Regions from separate parts of the Sus scrofa genome. Here region 2 is linked to region 1. A link is a contact called in public HiChIP or PLAC-seq data. All regions are on one chromosome and are shown on one strand. The core of a region is the stretch at or near the end of the contact, and the rest is flanking DNA. Distances in the headings are between cores, read along the strand shown. Region 1 overlaps PFKFB3 (6-phosphofructo-2-kinase/fructose-2,6-bisphosphatase 3). Region 2 has its middle 21 kb from the start of PFKFB3.

Evidence for each region. HiChIP or PLAC-seq counts read pairs in DNA pulled down with a chosen protein or histone mark.
Region 2: an H3K27ac HiChIP or PLAC-seq map of alveolar macrophages shows a contact between it and region 1. The contact joins two enhancer-like sites. A contact is called at or near these places in 17 of 47 Hi-C or Micro-C datasets (alveolar macrophages, blood, embryonic fibroblasts and 10 more) and 2 of 2 datasets of contacts at active chromatin or transcription factors (alveolar macrophages and skeletal muscle).

What each region holds. Positions count from the first base shown.
Region 1 is chr10:64,806,451-64,809,150 of Sscrofa11.1, reverse strand. All of the region lies in intron 1 of PFKFB3 (6-phosphofructo-2-kinase/fructose-2,6-bisphosphatase 3), which reads left to right. Among named protein-coding and RNA genes, the nearest start is that of PFKFB3, 51 kb to the left of the region's middle. Within about 2 kb of position 1,275, at least 8 of the 83 cell types and tissues checked have an H3K27ac peak or open chromatin away from gene starts, as enhancers often do. A contact at or near this core is called in alveolar macrophages and retroperitoneal adipose tissue, where this site is marked.
Region 2 is chr10:64,878,958-64,881,657 of Sscrofa11.1, reverse strand. No RefSeq gene overlaps it. Among named protein-coding and RNA genes, the nearest start is that of PFKFB3, 21 kb to the right of the region's middle. Within about 2 kb of position 1,262, at least 3 of the 83 cell types and tissues checked have an H3K27ac peak or open chromatin away from gene starts, as enhancers often do. A contact at or near this core is called in alveolar macrophages and retroperitoneal adipose tissue, where this site is marked.

The DNA.
Region 1 (2,700 bases), core at 26-2,525:
CAATGGGAACTTCCCAAGATGTATTATTAACCATAGAAATGTGAGGTCTATCAGAGAATTTGATCTGTATCAGAGACAGAGGACTTTTTTTTTTTTTTTTTTTTTTTACCACACATTTTTACTAATAAACTTGGGCATCTTAAAACCTTTCGGAAGTGCACAGAAAGCCCAAGGCTTCCTCCATTTCCTTAATGCTGATACAGTTACAGCTCATAAAAGCCGTTATTTCTCCTTCCATTGGCTCTGCTGTGGCAGCGACCACGTGCCTTTTCTGCATCAGAAAGGAGGGCTGTCCAGGTGTGACAGCCGCAGCAGGAGGGCTGGGACTTTGGGGGGCTGGCTCCCCATCTTCATCTCTAGGTAGCACTTTACCTTGTAGGTTCCTTTGGAAGTTTTTAGTTTATTCATTTGTGTAGCAGTCGAAGATGGCCCTTATGTGCACCTGCTCACCAAATACTAAGTAATTTGGACCTTGTCATCAAAACCGCGTGGATCCAGAATTTGGTTGTTGGCCTTGTTGTTGGGAAGGGGACCCAAGTAATGGAATTGGGAGCCACCAGAAAGAAGACCAGCCTAGTTGGAGGTCTTGTTGGTTATTCCTTGGCTTATTAGCTATGTGATCAGAGGAAAGTAATTTCATATTTCCGAGCCTCGGCTTTATCAGCTCTAAGGGAAAAACGTAGGGGTGTGTTTGTGTGTGTGTGTGTGTGTGTGTGTGGTAGGGACACGATGAAACTCAAAAATGAATTCATACTTCTGACAAGGACCGCATCTCACGTGACTTTAGGGCCCCAGGACAGCTGGCTTGCCGTGACTTCTTGTTGGTTGTAGGAAGAGATGAGAGATGCTGGCTTTGCTTTCCTGTGTGCTCTTGGCCTTGGCAGAGACAAAGAACAATGAGATGGATGTGAAATTCCTAGTTGATCTGCCCCAATTACAGGCCGACTTTGCTTCCAGTCCCAGCATGGACTTGCCCTGAGCCTGCATCCCGCTTAATGGCACCTGACCTGACACCTCCCTTCTTGTTCCATATGTTTGTTCTAACGTGGGTCCCTGTCCGCCTCTGGTCTGTGGGAGCGCTTTCTCTCTCACGCTCAGTGTGAGCCGGAGCTCAGAGCACCGGGATGACAGCTGCGTGATCACCGGTCACCGGCTCCTCTCCTTGGCTGGACTCCAGATTGTTGGGATTCCAGGTGCGACCTGTTCCCTGCAGCGTCTGATGCGCAAGCGACTGCCCGTGAGCATCTAATAAATGTACCAGAAGAGGATGGATGGTGAACGGCTCACCCCTGAGCCTCCTGTCCCTCCAGGAAACACAGGCTCAGCGTGGCTGTCTGCCGTCCTCTGCTGAACTCTGCGTGTGTCTCCTCTTCATTCTGCGTCGTGCATGCAAATTGGTGACCAAGACTACACACCCATTAAAGAAGATTTACGCAAAGCCCAGAAATAGCATCCTCCGCCCCCCAGCGTAAAACACAGCTTGAGCTTGATTCTCTTTGCCCACAGGTGCAGGATTCGTGCAAATTCCGTTTGTATATGTGTATCATTTGCAAGAAGCAGAGGTGTTAGGAACACATGCAAATCACTGAAGAGTTCCTGGCTGCCTTTCTACCCCGTTCCCTTCTCCCTCAATGCCTGGATCTGTCCCATCTGTGCTTTCCTTTTTCTCCCTTGTGTTTCGTCTCAAATTTAAGCAAACGGAGCTAGCGCTGATTTTCAATTTTTGGAGTTTTTGAAAAAAAACTTTTCGTTTTGAAATACAAGAACTTACAAAATAGCATACAGAGTCCCAGGAACCTTTCACCCAGCTTCCTCTAGTGGTGACATCTGACATGACTGTCGTCAAATATCACAACCAGGAAACTGCTGTGGGTTCACGCCTGTTCACTAGCCCACAGGATATCTGATTTTTTTTTTTTTAAAGCACAAATATTTCGAGGTCCTAAAATAATATGTTTACACACAAGGAACCTATGTGTTGATATTGGTGAGGTTGACAGGGGGTGTAAAATAGTCTCAGAGCAGGTGGGATGCTGATGTGAGAACCAAGGGGTGGATTTAAGAGTGTGGTCCCGAGGTCGGGGGTGTGCCCTTGAAAAAGGAAAGGCTGACAGGAAGCGGAGTGACAAGGACGGAGCAGAGGGAGATGGAAACGTGCGGGAAGGCTCAGTAGGGCTTCAGTTGCCACGGTTCCCCCACTATCAGGATGGGGCTGCATACAGCTGTCCTTATAACCCTCATAATGAGATGGGTCAGTCCCCTTATTTGGAGAACAATGTATATAGTATTTGAAGAAAAATAGTGATTTTCCAAAATTTATTTTTTATTTTTTTTTAGAGCACTCGTAGATTCACAGCAAAATTGAGCAGAAGGTACAGCATGCTCATACGCCCCGCCCCGCCAGGCACAGCCGCCCCCATCATCCACATCCCTCGCCAGATGGTACCTTTTTACTGAGAATGAACCTGCACTGACCCGTCGTCATCACCCAGACTCCATGGTTGTCTGTCATTTAGGAGTCCCTGTGGGTGGCGTATGTTCAGCGGGTTTGGACAGGTGCATGAGGTCACGTAACCATCCTTATAATGTCGTACGGAGCAGCTCTGCCCCAAACATCCTCTTTGCTCCACCTGTTCACCCCCCTTGCTCCCTAACCCCTGGGGACCGTTCATCTTTTCCCTCTAGTTGTGTCTTTTCCAG
Region 2 (2,700 bases), core at 13-2,512, 73 kb before region 1:
CATTGGGTCCAGGCTGCCTCAGCTGATGGAGCAAGGAAATGCATGTGTGTAGAAAGGGACCCATCTGTATAGTAAGGTAAGCCCAGGTCCTGCTGATGTCCCCAACTCTGCTCCGATCTTTCTCGCCTCCCCCACCCGCTTGACGGTAACTTCCCACTGCAGCACCCGCTTCATTGCTCAGTCCCAGGGTCCCGACGAGCCCTTTGGGGGTTGTCAATCCACCCAGTGGACCCCAGTCCTTTCCGGAGCTACTTAGCTTGACTCTTCATCCCCCACCCCAGCCCTCAGGGATCCTGTTTTATGTGTTTGTGAAGCATTTCAATGTATTTGCCGCATTCTACGTGTCATCCTGGGATCCAGCAACATTCTAAATGAGTTTTTCAAAACCTATGTACATCAAGGCTTCTTCTTTGGCAGTGAAGTTTTACGGGCTTTGGCAAAGGCTTAATGTTGTGTAGTCACATGAGACTACCCTTCAGAACGGTTTCACTGCCCTCTGCCCTAAAAGCCGCCCTGTGCCACCCGTATTCACCCTGTGCCTGGCAGCCCCTGCTGTTTACTGTCTCTGCCGTTTTGCCTTTTCTGGATCACGTAGTGCAATCATACATTATGCAGCCTTTTCAGTCTGGCCTCCTTCACTTAGCATCGTGCATTTTCAAGTCGTCTGTACCCCTTTGTGGCTGGACAGCTCGTTTTTTATCCTGTTATCTGGAGGCAACCGTTTCTTTATCCGTTTCCCTACTGAGGGGCAGCTTGGCCACTTCTGGGTTTTGGTGACTATGAATAAAGCTGCTATGAACATTTATGCACAGGCGTGGGTTTTTTTTTGTGGATATAAGTGTGTCCATTCATTGGGTGAGTGGGGAGTGGGATTGCTGGATTGCAGGGCAGGGCTGTTTAGTTTCGTCTCTCCCGTGTTCTCAGACTCGCTGTACTGATGGCTTTTCTCCCGTCTCTGTCTTCCTTGGGGGAAACGTCCACCCCTGGAATGTTAACCCACTCGGCTATTCCCCATGGGCCCTCCTGTTCTTCCTTCCGGGCCGGGCTCTCCGAGAGCCGCCCCCTCTCCTGCCTCCTCTTAGTCTGTTCAGCCCTTCGGTTCAACCCACACCCAGGGAACGGGGTTGCAATGACTGCAGGGTCGACCCTCCTCCCCGCTGGCTTCCTCCTCCGATGCTCTGTGGAAAGTCACTGTGCCCAACCTCCTGGGCTCAATCCCGTGCTCTTCCTTGACGTCGATGGCATCTGCCACAGCTAACCCCGCCCTTCTTGAGGCCCGTGACCCCTCCTCCTGGCACTGCTGCCCTTTATCTCTGACCTTCACCCTCTTCCTAGGAGTTTTCTCTACTCCCCTGCTTTCTGTCTGCTGTGGCCAAGACACATCCTGTCTCAGCCAGTCCTCGTTACAGAACTTCAGATCTGTACCCAGCTGCCAGTTAGATGACACTTCTCATCCCAAACACGTCCCCGGCGTCTCAGCTTTCCCCCTTCGAACCTGCCAAGTCCTCTGATTTGGTACCTTCCGAGGCTCCTCCCTTCCTTGTATCCGCCTGATAGCTAATCAAGACCCCCCCTCCCTTTTTTTTTTTTTTTTTTGCCCTTTTAGGGCTGCACCTGAGGCATATGGAGGGCCCCAGGCTAGGGGTCTAATTGGAGCTGCAGCTGCCAGCCTACACCACAGCCACAGCGATGCAGGATCCAAGCAGTGTCTGGGACCTACACCACAGCTCACGGCAACGCCAGATCCTAAACCCACTGAGCGAGGCCAGGGATCAAACCTGTGTCCTCATGGATGCTAGTCAGATTCCTTCTGCTGAGCCACGATGGAAACTCCTCTAGACCCTTTGATGTTATTCCTTTTCTGCCTTTCGTGTTAACCGGGGGGAGCGCCTTGACCTCAGACCTGCATCCTTTCTTGCTGGTAACAGACCGTGGCCTCCGGCTGGACTCCCTGCTCTAATCTCACCCTCCTCTGAGCTGCCACATGGTGCCCAGCTATTCAGGTGACCCGAATGGTAGTCTCTCGACCCTTCTCTGCAGCCACGTCTAGACTCTGTAAGCGAGGAAGCTGGGGACACCTTCTGCCCAGGCCCTGCTTCTCCCCTCTAACGCTCGCCTCCTGTTCCGGCAGCAGGAGCTCAGGCAGGGATTTGCCCGCGTTCTGTCCCCCAGAGAGCTTGCCCTTCCCGCTCTTCTCCCAGCAGCAGTCTTGCCCTGGGCAGCTGCTCAAGTGACATAAATGAGCCCACGGGCCTTGCAGGGGAAGCCACAGGCCTCTGCTCCCTGCCACCTGCGGCAGCTCCTGTCACTCTTTCAGCTGGTTGCTTCTGGTCTCTGCCTCCTTGTTTCCAAACACAGCCTCTATGGAGTTCCTGTGTGGCGCAGCAGAAATGAATCGACTAGGAACCATGAGGCCGTGGGTTCGATCCCTGGCCTCGCTCAGTGGGTGAAGGATCCGGCGTTGCCGTGAGCTGTGGTGTAGGCTGGCAGCTGTACCTCCCATTCAACCCCTAGCCTGGGAACCTCCATATGCCGCAGGTGCGGCCCTAAAAATGAAACAAAACCATCAAAACCAAATACGGCCTCCTGAGGCTGCGTCCCCTCCTCTGTCCCCTTCTGAGCAGGCGTCGAGGGGGACTGTCTGAACGCAGTCGCCTTACTTCCCGCTCGCGCTTCATGCTGCTGCCGCACAGGGAGTAA